Linked DNA regions of Sus scrofa: region 1 is linked to region 2. Evidence: chromatin contacts called from public HiChIP or PLAC-seq data. All regions are on one chromosome and are shown on one strand. The core of a region is the stretch at or near the end of the contact, and the rest is flanking DNA. Distances in the headings are between cores, read along the strand shown.

What was found. HiChIP or PLAC-seq counts read pairs in DNA pulled down with a chosen protein or histone mark.
Region 1: a contact with region 2 is called in an H3K27ac HiChIP or PLAC-seq map of alveolar macrophages. The contact joins two enhancer-like sites. A contact is called at or near these places in 13 of 47 Hi-C or Micro-C datasets (alveolar macrophages, embryonic fibroblasts, fetal skeletal muscle and 7 more) and 1 of 2 datasets of contacts at active chromatin or transcription factors (alveolar macrophages).

Annotation. Positions count from the first base shown.
Region 1 is chr1:253,578,566-253,585,125 of Sscrofa11.1, forward strand. All of the region lies in intron 2 of LOC100516718 (Purkinje cell protein 4-like protein 1), which reads left to right. Among named protein-coding and RNA genes, the nearest start is that of SLC46A2, 11 kb to the left of the region's middle. Within about 2 kb of position 2,451, at least 8 of the 83 cell types and tissues checked have an H3K27ac peak or open chromatin away from gene starts, as enhancers often do. A contact at or near this core is called in alveolar macrophages and embryonic fibroblasts, where this site is marked.
Region 2 is chr1:253,419,291-253,425,860 of Sscrofa11.1, forward strand. No RefSeq gene overlaps it. Among named protein-coding and RNA genes, the nearest start is that of SNX30, 5.9 kb to the right of the region's middle. Within about 2 kb of position 1,376, at least 15 of the 83 cell types and tissues checked have an H3K27ac peak or open chromatin away from gene starts, as enhancers often do. A contact at or near this core is called in alveolar macrophages and embryonic fibroblasts, where this site is marked.

The sequences.
Region 1 (6,560 bases), core at 1,201-3,700, 160 kb after region 2:
CCCACACATTGACTACCTGCTGGATATCTTTCCAATGGGTATTAAGACCAAACTCATAGTCTCCTTTCCCCACCCCCATTATAGCCCCAACAACTCCCTGTCATTGTGAACAACATTATCATCCATCCATCTAGATGTATAAGCTAGGAAGTTATCCTTGATAACTTTTTCTCCTGCTTATTTATACATTTCTTTACCAAATTATCTTTACTCTCTTAAATATCTCCAGAATCTATCTCGTTCTTTCCATTTTCTTATCAGCACCATAGTTCAAAGTATCATATCAGCACCATAGTTCAAAGTATCATATCAGCACCATAGTTCAAAGTATCAGTATCTCTTTCTTGACTCACACAATAAGATACAAATTGGTTTACCTGTTTTCCTTCTTCTCCAAGAATTTCTCATTTCAAGATACACAAGAGAGTGTTCATTGCAGCACTATATACAACATCCAGGCCATGGAAACAACCTAAATGCCCATTGACAGAGGAGTGGATCAAGAAGATGTGGTACATATACACAATGGAATACTACTAAGCCATTAAAAGGAAAGAAATAATGGCATTTGCAGCAACATGGATGGACTTAAAAATTATCATGCTAAGTGAAGTTAGCCAGATGGCGAGACACCAACATCATATGCTATCACTTACGTGTGGAATCTAAAAAATGGACATGAACTTCTTTGCGGAACAGATACTGACTCACAGACTTGAAAAACTTATGGTTTCCAAATGAGACAGGTTGAGGGGTGAGAGCATGTGCTGGGGGTTTGGGTTGGACATGCTATAAAATTGGGTTGTGATGATCATTGTACAACTATAAATGTAATAAAATTCATTGAGTAATTTTTTAAAAAGATACACAAGAGAATCTTGAAGATTCTCTCTTCAAGGCTTTAGATACTCTTATTCTAAAGCCAAATCCTCTTACCATGGTCCACCAGCCTGACATGGTCTGGTCGTTACCTCCCTTCTACCTCCATCTTCTACTGTGCTCCTTCTTGTTGTCTCTACTCCAAGTCATGTTGGCTTTCTGTTAAATTTTTTTTTGCACTTCTCCTTGCAGAGACCTTTTGGCACATGTGATTCCTTCTATCTGGAACCTGCTCAAGTCCTGTTTTTGCCTGAGTAGTAGCTCCTTATCCTTTGGGTCTCTGCTCAAATGCCATTTCCTCAGGAAAGCATTCGCTGACTTTCTGGCTGTTATTCTACCCCATGCCCATTGTAGGGTCCCTCAGCACCATGCAACTCCTCTTCCTGTCACAGTTGCAATTTTCACATTTAGTTGGGTGATAAACATGATTCATGTCTTCTGGTATCAATGAGGGCTGGGACCGTATTTTCTCTGCTGAAGCCCCAGAGCCTAACACATTGTCTGGCATGTAGAAGGCATGCGATCGAAATTTTATTAAGTAAAGACTACATTCCCATTGTAATGTACCATGGGTTTAGGCTTTTAGAGACAGAAACGTTGAATATTAGTCATTAGTTAAACTAGCCTTATAAAGACCCTGAGGCCCCCCAAATCCACAGTCAGTCAGTAAGTACCAGTCTTCTAATTCTGTGACTCAAACCTTCCACTGCATCAGTCTTCCTCCCATTCAGCAGTGGTGCTGGGTTCCAGTAAGCCAAACCCTCTAACATCTTAGCACATATTTGTAGCAGAGTAGCATGTGATTTTGGGGCTAGGTTTAACTTACTGGTACCTTTGTGGGGAGATGCTTAGCCTCATCAGCACTATACCTTGGACAGACGGTCACCACTAAATAAGATCTACAAAGGTGAATTCGGAATCCTGCTAGTCCTACAAGCCCTGATTTACTAAAAGCTTTGTGGTCAGTGGTGCTGGATATAGAGCCAAGAGCTACAGCTCATAGTCTCATCACCTTCTGGCAGCTCCTAATATACCAAGAAAACTTTTTGGCAAAGGATCCTTTGGGAATCACATTAATCTCAGCTCACCTGCCTTTGTTGGTTCTCCTTGGTCAGGATCTAGCAAGTACACACACACACACACACACACACACACACACACACACACTGTCTCAGTCAAAAGCTAACACCACCATTCCTTCCCCCTCAGGTGTTTCACCATAGGGAATCTCTAGGGGGAAACAGAGGAGCTGACAGAGACTTGAAGTTCCATAATTGAGGGAGTGGGGCTCTAAGCCACACTGTTTACCCAACACATGCTAAGCCACCTCAAAGTGGAAAAAAAAAAAAACTCCAGTATTACCAAAAAACAAATCAAAATAAAGTTTTATATTCCCACGTACTTAAGGAAGCTTTATCTCAAAAACCACTCTGCAATTTAGGAAGAAGAGGAGGCAAGGAAAAAAAAAAAACAAACCACCATTCCTATTTTAAAACTGATGTGTATGTGAGTCACCCTGACTCACTCTTTGCTGGTCTGCACCATCATGTATCAGTCAATTTTTTTCTTTGTGAAACAGAACAAGTAGGGCTTGGAGAGACATGGATGGCGTAGGCCTGGAAATACCTCTGTACCGAGTTAACTCAGGACAGGGTATTTTCTGATTTCAGAGAGTGAAAGTGTCAAACACAAATGCTGTCAAGGAAACTAGTCCAGAGAAAGGAAAGAAACAGTGGAGGGAATTTCCGACATGTAGATATTGCCAAACTTGTAGAATCACAGTAGGGCCAAGGAGAAAATAAATATATCTGCTTCCCTGTCCAGAAAGCAAGTACATGTTTTGAAGACCTAGATTTAGTCATCATAGATCGGGGTTCGAGTTTATTCCATATCACTTCCTTTTTTGGTATTTGCTCGACATTCACTTTTTACATTATGAATTTTTCCATGTTCACTTTCATTCTCTTCTTTGTTCAATTAGATACTGAGTTGTAGCGCATTTCTGATCTGCTGTGCCATTCCGAATTCCCTTTGTTCTCTCTCCCCGCTTCCCCCTCCCTCTTCCCTTCTTTCAGACTTTCAGATCTACTACCTATCTAACCTACTTGTCTATTGACTAATCATCTGTCTACCCATCAAAAATCCATCTTCCACATCACCTCCTTTAATGAGGGAGGGGAATAGTGCTATCACCTCTTGCAACCAGCTTGTATTTTGGGACTTCTCTGTTCACGGATTTCACCTTCAATCTGACCATCTGCCCAGCATTTTCCAAATGTTCCTTAACCACTCTGGTTCACCTCTGGCATCTGTTTGCTTTTGACTCAATGGAGTTATTTATATTCCCTCTACATTCAATAATATTTTGAGAAGAAGAGGTAATACATATGTCCACCTACCATCTTGAGATAAAAGTCACAGAATATTTTGACATGTCAAAGCTCTTGTATAAAAAAGATATTACAACCTAGAAGAAATGGACTTTTTTTGGTCTTTTTAGGGTCATACCTGTGGCATATGCAAGTTCTCAGGCTAGGGGTCGAATCGGAGCTGCAGCTGCTGGCTTACATCACAACCACAGCAACTTGGGATCTGAGCTGTGTCTGTGACCTACACCACAGCTCACAGCACTGCCAGATCCTTAACCCACTGAGCAAGGCCAGAGGATCAAACCCACATCCTTATGGATACTAGTCGTGCTTGTTACTGCTGAGCCACAATAGCAACTCCAAAAAAGGACAACTTTTTGGAAACAGGGTCCACCAAAACTGAATCAAAAGGAAATATATCATTTTAACAGACTGATTACTAGAAATAAAATTGAATATACATATTCAATATACCAACAAAAAGTCCAGGACCAGATGGTTTCACAGGCAAATTCTATCAAACATACCAAGAACTTATACAGATCCTTCTCAAACTCTTCCAAAAGATTGAAGGAGGAACATTCCCAAAGACATTCTATGAAGCCACTGTCACCCTAATACCAAAACCAAAGATACTACCAAAAGATTGATGAATATAGACGCAAAAATTCTCAACAAAATTTTAGCAAGCCAAGTCCAGCAACATATAAAAAAGATCATAACCATGACCACGCGGGATTCATCCCAAGTTCACAAGGATGGTTCAACATATGTAAATCAATGTCATATACCACATTAACAAATGAAAAGTCAAAACCACATGATCATCTCAATAGATGCAAAAAAGGATTTGACAAAATTTAGTATCCATTAAATAAAAACTCTTACCCAAATGGGTATAGAGGGAATATATCTTAACCTCATAAAAGCTGTTTATGACAAACCCACAGCCACTATAATACTCGACGAGAAGCTAAAAGCTTTCCCGCTAAAATGGAACAAAGACAATGATGCCTACTCTCACCATTTTTATTCAACATAGCATAGGAAGTCCTAGCCACAGTAATCAGACAAACAAAAGAAATAGAAGGTATTCAACTTGGAAGAGAAGAGGTAAAATTGACACTCTATGCAGATGACATGATACTATATAGAGAAAACCCAAGGAATCCACACAAACACTACTTAATCTGATCAACAAATTCAGCAAAGTAGCAGGATACAAGATTAACATTCAGCAATTGGTTGCATTTCTGTATACTAACAATGAGATATTAGAAAAGGGATATTTAAAAAATACCTTTTGGAGTTCCCATCGTGGCACAGTGGAAATGAATCCAACTAGGAACCATGAGGTTGCAGGTTCGACCTCTGGCCTCACTCAGTGGGTTAAGGATATGGCGTTGCCATGAGCTGTGGTGTAGGTCACAGACGCAGCTCGGATCTGGCATTGCTGTGACTGTGGTGTAGGCTGGCAGCCGGAGCAGAAGACTTGAATAGACATTTCTCCAAAGACATAGAGATGGTCAGTAGGCACATAAAAAAAATGCTCAATATCACTAATTATTAGAGAAAAGCAAACCAAAACTACAATGAGCTATCACCTCGCACCAGTCAGGATGGCCATCATTAAAAAGTCTACAAATACCAAATGCTAGCTAGAGAGGGAACAATCCTACACTGTTGGTTGGAATGTAAATTGGTAAACCATGATGGAAAGCAGTATGGTGACTCCTTAGAAAATATAGAACTACCATAAATATAGTAACCACCATAGAATTTAGCAATCCCACTCCTGGGCATATATCTGGCCAAAACTACAATTCAAAAAGATATATGCACTCCGATGTTCCTAGCAGCACTATTCACAATAGCCAAGACATGGAAACAACCTAAATGTCCATTGACAGATGAATGGATAAAGAAGATGTGGTACATATATACAATGGAATACTGTTCAGCCATAAAAAAAAAATAATGAAATAATGGCATTTGCAACAACATGAATGCAACCAGAGATTCTCATACTAAGTGAAGAGAGTCAGAAAGAAAAAGACAGATACCATATGACATCACTTAAATGCGGAATCTAAGATATGACACAAATGAACCTATTTCCAGAAAAAAAAAAAAAGCAGACTCACAGTCATGGATAACAGACTTGTGGTTGCTGAGGGAAAGAGTGGAGCCAGTGGGAAGGACCGGGTGTTTGGGGTTAAGCAGATACAAACTATTTCATTTAGAATGAATAGACAATAAAGTCCTACTTAAGAGCACAGGGGACTATATCCAATCTCCTGGGAAAGATCACGATGGAAGATAATATAAGAAGAGGAATGTATGTATATGTATGACTGGGTCTTCTTTGCTATACAGCAGAAATTGGCACAAAACTATAAATCAAATCTAATTTAGAGAAGAGAGAGATTCTCATGGTGGCAATCAAATACTTGGCCTAGGAAGTGACATCCTCAAAACTCACCGGCCAAATGGATGTCATTCAAATTCTAATTTGCTGCTAATTTGCTTCTTTAAATTGCGCTATCAGAAAGTATAAAGACAACCCACGGAATGAGAGAACGTATTTGCAAATTCTATGTTTAATAAGGGACTTGAATCTAGAATATATCAAGAACTCTTACACCTCCATGAAAGGGTAGGTGACCCAACTTTTAAAAGAGCAGAAGATATAGGAGTTCCCGTCGTGGCGCAGTGGTTAACGAATCCAACTAGGAACCATGAGGTTGCGGGTTCGGTCCCTGCCCTTGCTCAGTGGGTTAACGATCCGGCGTTGCCGTGAGCTGTTGTGTAGTTTGCAGACGCGGCTCGGATCCCGCATTGCTGTGACTCTGGCGTAGGCCGGTGGCTACAGCTCCGATTGGACCCCTAGCCTGGGAACCTCCATACGCCACGGGAGTGGCCCAAAGAAATAGCAAAAAGACAAAAAAAAAAAAAAAAAAAAAAAAAAAAAAGAAAGAAAGAATCTGGCATGGTGTAGGTTGCAGCTGTGGCTCAGATTTGATCACTGGCCCAGAAACTTCCATATGCCCTGGGGGGTGGCCAAAAAAAAAAAAAGAGAAAAAAAATAAAATAAGAGCCCAAGATATAAAGACATTTCTCTAGAGAACACATACAAATGACCATCTTCCCGTGACAAGATGCTCAACATCATTAGCCATCAGGGAAATGCAAACCCAAACCACAAAGAGATTCCACTTCACACCCTCGTGGGAGAGCTTTAATCAGAAAGCCAATGACAAACAGGGTCTGGCACACTCTTGATGGAACTTAAAATGGGACAGCCAACTTGGC
Region 2 (6,570 bases), core at 126-2,625:
GAAGACTTGGCAAGGTTGGGAACTTGGAGGAGCCAAGATACACCACCAGCACTAGCAACTGGGAGATGACTAAATAGCACTCTAGTATAGGACAGGGTGGTTTAAGAAGTCTCACAAACACTTGATTTTTGCTTTGGGGTTTGATTTTTGGAGAAAAAGGCATTCCTACAGATAAAACTTCTAGAAGTGTCTGTCTATGGGCCCCAGCTCCTTAAAGGCTGCTATTCCAGCCAGCAGAGAGAATCAGACGTATGACTGTGTGGTGCGGGCAGCTTCTTGAATCTCCCATTTTCTTCATGAGAGGGGGATGGTTCTGCCAGCCGCATGGCAGGAAGGCCCAAGTGGGGCACCAGGAAAACCAAGGCTCCTGCCCTGCAAATCCTGAAGTGCCCTCATAATGAACTACCATGCATAGCTGGGGCGGGAGGAAGCCCTGTCTTTAGCAAGTCATCTCACCTGGATATAAAATCTGGGTACCAAGGATAACTTTCCTACTGTGTCCTCAACACCATCTTGCTACACTGTTACATGGAAAGACCGTGTGCACCTGCCCTCACAGTCTCACTACCTCTGTACAGTGAGGACGAGTCTTCGGGCCTGTGATCGTTTATTGAAGCAGGGGAGGGGCTGGGCAGAGCAGGCCTGGCTGGAGCTACCGCAGTGGCAAGGATCTGGAAAGAGCCGGTGGAATTCAGAGGCTTTGGCAAGGCCAGGAGCTCTGCCTTAGGAAAGCAGGAACTCCCTTCCTCTTTTGTTTTAGAGCTTTTTCTGCATCTTTAAAAGAGTAGGTATTGCTCCCGTCGTGGCGCAGTGGTTAACGAATCCGACTAGGAACCATGAGGTCGAGGGTTCGGTCCCTGCCCTTGCTCAGTGGGTTGACGATCTGGCGTTGCCGTGAACAGTGGTGCAGGTTGCAGACGCGGCTTGGATCCCACGTTGCTGTGGCTCTGGTGTAGGCCGGTGGCTACAGCTCCGATTGGACCCCTAGCCTGGGAATCTCCATATGCCACGGGAGCGGCCCAAGAAATAGCAAAAAGACAAAAAAAAAAAAAAAAAAAAAAAAAAAAAAAGAGTAGGTTTTGCAAAGAGAGAGAGAGAACCATTTTTCCATCTTTTTTCCCCGTTATCACTGCCCCTAAGAGGGAACGGTGAATTAGGTTTACATTTTCCCAAACAAAAAAAATACTAAGGAATGAAATTGTGTGGGGTATCGCTGAGCTTTGCAGGGCCACAGCCGTTGTAACACCTAAGACCTGCTGGCTCCCCTCGTCCCCACCCCCAAGGACCAGTTTGCCCCCTGCCCCTTTAGAGAAGGCATGTTAATGTGAGATGGTCCTGCTGCTGTGAACCCTGCTTCCCACAAAGGGGCACTCTCTTCGCAGATTTTCTACTGCCTGCTTGCATTCCTCCGTCTTCTGAAGCCTAAGGAGGAGTTCAGTGGCACAGCACAGGGACCCCAGTTAAACTGCCTGAGACCATAGGGATGTGTGTTTTTAAGTTAAGAAGTCTGGAGTCAGGTGCAATGGCTCAGGGATGCCATTGAAGACCTGGGTGGGCTTTTGGTTTATGCGCTCAGCTGTCCTCGGGGACATGTCTCGCCCTTGGCCACCAGGTGGCTGTAGAAGCTCCAGGCAACAGGGCCTCGCAGGCAAATAGTTGCTCACACCTCTTTCTCTCTCTGGCTAATTTCCTCATTGCTTTACTTTTTGGCTCTGCCTGAGCTAGCATCCCCCAAACCCACATTGCCTCGGTAGGCGTCCGAGTGGGAGGGAACATGAGCAGTAGAACTGGTTGAACTGGAGCAAGTTACTTAACACTCCTGGGCCTCAGCTTCCTCATTTATGAAGTGAGGGTCGTAGATGAGATGCCTTTTTTTTTTTTTTTTTTTTTTTTTTCTTTTTATAGCTGCACCTGCAGTATCTGGAAGTTCCAGGCTAGGGGCCAAATTGGAGCTGCAGCTGCCAGCCTGCACCACAGCCACAATGCTAGATCCTTAATCCACTTAGCAAGGCCAGGGATTGAACCTGCATTCTCATAGACACTATGTCCAGTTTGTAACTCGCTGACCCACAACGGGAATTCCTTGTGTTTTGTTTTGTTTTAATTCAAGTATCGTTGCTTTACAATCTTGCGTTAGTTTCAGGAGTTCAGCAAAATGATTCAGTTATACATATGCATATATTCATTCTTTTTCAGATTATTTTCCCATATAGGTTATCACAGAATATTGAGTAGATTTCTCTGTGCTATACCGTAGGTCCTTGTTGGATAGCTAATTTATTTATTTGCATTTTAGGGCCAAACCCTTGGCATATGCAGGTTCCCAGGCTAGAGGTCCAATCAGAGCTACAGCCACAGCCACTGCAACGTGGGGTCCAAGCTCCATCTGTGACCTACACCACAGGTCACGGCAATGCCAGATCCTTAACCTGCTGAGCAAGGCCAGGGATGGAATCTGCAACCTCATGGTTCCCAGTCAGATTTGTTTCCACTGTGCCACGATGGGAATTCCTGGTTATCTAATTTATATGCAGCAGTGTATATATGTTAATCCCAAACTCCTAATTTATTCCCCCATCTCACTCACCTTTCCCCTTTGGTAACCCTAAGTTTGTTTTGTTTTCTTTTTTATTAGAATTCATTTATTTCCCCATTCTTTTTTGCCTCAGTGATGCAAATTCAATGTCAAATATCAGGGAAAAGTGAAAAAACATATATAGCTGCTCATAGGAGAGTGTCCAAGATTCCTGATAGTGCCTCTTTGATACATTGAACCTGAAATACAAAGTCTTCAGGTTGAGCCTCAGAATTGCCACTGTGTGGACTTAGAGTCCTCAGTCTCTCTGAGCCTTAGTTTCTTCATCAGCAAAATAGAAACCTCTTGGGATTCTGTGGGACTCAACTAAAGTAAGAGAAATGAAAATGCTTTGCGAATTACAAATCTACCACAAATAGGAGGTAAGATTAATTCTTGGATAAGAGCTCAGAATATCTGAAGTTTTTTTTTTTTTTTTTGTTTCATGGCCGAAACCACAGCATATGGAAGTCCCCAGACTAGGGGTCGAATTGGAGCTGCAGCTGCGGGCCATAAGTTTGTTTTTGAAATCTGTTTCTGTGTTATAAATAAGTTCATTTGTATCATTTTTCATTAGATTCTGCTTATAAATATCATATATTTGATTTACTTCATTTGGTATGACAATCTCTAGGTCCAGCCATGTTCTTGCAAATGGCATTATTTCATTATTTTTTATGCCTGAGTAATATTCCATTGTATAATGTACCACATCTTCTTTAGACTGGATGCCTTTTTAAATTTTTAAAAAAATTTTCTGGAGTATAGTTGACTTACAAAGTTGCATTCGTTTCAGGTATACAACAAAGTAGATGCCTTTTTTTACGTAAACTTTTAATTGAAGTATCACATAAAGGCTCACAAATCAGAAACATACTGCTTGATGAATTTTAACAAAGAACCAGCCCTCAGATTAAGAAACAGAATATCATCAGCACCCAGGAAACCCCACAAAGGCCACACTATTCTGACTTTTAGCTCTCTACATTCGTTGTGCCTGTTTGAACTTTATACAAATGGAATCAGTGGGAGACATTCTTTTGTGTACAGCTTCTTTCGCCCAGTGCGATGTTTGTGAAATCCATTCACTGTGTTGCTGCTTCATTCCCCGTGCTGTGTAACATTCCAGCATGTGACTATATTGCTGTTGATAGTCATGTGAGTTTTTTCTAGGTTTGGTTATTACAAATCTCTGCTGCTGTGGAGATTCTTTTTTTTTTTTTTTTTTTTCCTTTGTAGGGCCGCACCCATGGCATATGGAAGTTCCCTGGCTAAGGGTCAAATCGGAGCTGCAGCCGCCAGCCTACACCACAGCCACAGCAACGCCAGGTCCGAGCCACATCTGTGATCTACACTGCAGCTTGTGCCAATGCCAGATCCTTAGCCCACTGAGCAAGGTGAAGGATCAAACCTGCATCTTCCTGGACACTAGTTGGGTTCTTAACCTGCTGCTCCACAACGGGAACTCCTACTGTGGAGTTTCCTGGGTCCATCTATTGAGGAGTATATGTATGCACTTCTGTTGTGTTGCAGAACTGCTGGGTCATATGACATCTGAACACTCATCTTCTCGCTGCCTTTGAAAGATCACTCGTAGTGATGGAACCAAACACTATCAGGGGTCACACTGCCAATAAATAGTTTTCCCATCCTATCCAAAGATTTACTAATAAGACTCAATGCCAAAGCTTCTAGTACCTGTCAGTTCACTGTCTTCTCCAGTCTGACCTCTTTAATGGTTATAGCCATTACAAAGGAGTATACACACACCCACACACTCCAGAGCTGGCTTGTAGTCCTCTGTGCTGGCAGTGAACGACCCTTTGTAGGAGGCTGCAGGGCCAGCCAAAGAAGTGTGGGGGGCTGTGGAAAACATCCACTCCACTGGGAGACACTTTACAGCCAGAGCTATGAAATGAATCTGTCAGCGGCTGGTTTAGTTCATCGGAGCTCTTCTTCCAAATGTTAAGCACCTGGTAAATGCTCAATAAAAAAATAACTGTAAAAGTTTAGGGCAAAAGGACCCCGTAATAGAATTTTGCAAGGGAAATTTGCCTTTTTTTTTCTTTTTTGCCTTTTTAGGGCCACACCTGCAGCATATGGAAGCTCTCAGGCCAGGGGTCAAATTGGAGCTGCAGCTGCTGGCCTACACCACAGCTCATGGCAATGCTGGATCCTTAACCCACTGAATGAGGCCAGGGATTAAACCCGTGTCCCCATGGATACTAGTCAGGTTTGTTACCTCTGAGCCACGCCAGTAAGTAACTTTCCAGCAACCAGGATTTTTTTGTCTTTTTGCCTTTTCTAGGGCTGCTCCCGCAGCATATGGAGATCCCCAGGCTAGGAGTCTAATCAGAGCTGTAGCCGCCGGCCTACACCAGAGCCACAACAACTCGGGATCCTAGCCGTGTCTGCAACCTACACCACAGCTCACGGCAATGCCGGATCCTTAACCCACTGAGCGAGGCCAGGGATTGAACCCGCAACCTCATGGTTCCTAGTTGTTAACCACTGTGCCACGACGGGAACTCCAGGAGATTTTTCTAAAGTAAGAATTTCAACATGCTATTTACAAAAGGAGAAATGATTTGTGATTTGGAGAAATGGGCAGAGCTTTGAGAACAGTGTTAAAGCATAGTCTGTAGATCAGAATCAGCCCGAGTGTCAGCTAGGTGGTTGTTCTTTAAAATGCAGATCCCAGGCCCCACACCTGCATCTCCGCCTCTTCGGTGGGCCTAGAAATTTGCATTTTAGCCAACTCACAGGTGGTTCTTTGGGACCAACTTCAGGATTTGTGTTGCATTCCCCTCCTGCTTTTGGGCCAGGAGCTTGTGATGGAAAGATAAAATGACCCAATCATTTACCCCCAAGCCTCTTTGCTGGTTCTGGGGCAAGTTCTAATTTCTTGTTTGCGAAACTCTTCAGATCCTGGCCTCAAGCGGACCTGCTGGCTTTTGCTTTTTCGTGGGACATCATCGGCTGAATTAAACCGTGCACACAGTTGTGCCTCTGTTGGCAACAGTGCCTTCTCAGCTGCCCTGCTTGTTTGAGTCAGCCCTCTGTGACTTTCTACATGTCACTCTGAATGCTCTTTGAAAACCTCCTCTGTCCTCATTAGCCGTCCACTTCAGAAGTGTGGTGTTATTTTGAGGCAGGGCTTGGGATGCCGTATAAAATAATGCTAGGATTGTATTAAAAACCAGAAGAGGATAAGCAGCGAACACAAAAATGAATAAGGCCTGAGCACATGCTGTACCAGGGGAGGGAGAGAGAGAATGCTTCGTTGTGACTCCGCTTTGTTTCTGAGGTCTGGGTGCTCATGTCAAGCCCTGATAGACTTGCTATGAGGTTTCAGGATGCTGGCTTGGCGCATCAACTGAATTCTGGGGCCCAAGGCCCTGACTTCTGAAAGGTTCCCGCCTAAGTACCTAAGATGCCCTATGGACAGGGGTGGAGGGGGTTGGGAGGTGGGGGGAAGGCCCCAAGCTGTGTTTTTGGGTTCTGGTGGCATCTCCTCTTACCCCAAGCACATATATATCCAGGGCCCTTTCCTCTGAACGAACCCTAGAAACCCAAGCTTCCCTCCATAAATTCTAATAAACGCTACAACCTTTTACTCTGATACAGAAACTTCACGATTCCTCCTCACAGCTGTGCTGCTTTGAAAACTTTCAGTAGAAGATGGTCACCTAGTCCAGGACGCTTACTCTATTTCAGTGGCAATTTCCCACCACAAGGAACACTAAAATACAACAGGAAATGGTGAATATGAATAGGCAGTCCTGGGCTAAATTTGAATGGTGGAAACTTTATCCCAAACTGTTTTCCATAGAAGTTTACTTTCTTTAGTTTTGATGACAACCCACCGGATCATTGTGGCCAGATGCCACTGACCAGCCAGGAAACTGGAAAATAAACTGTTTCGTTACGGCCCTTTTTTTTTTTTTTGGTCTTTTTGCCATTTTCTTGGGCCCCTCCCACGGCACATGGAGGTT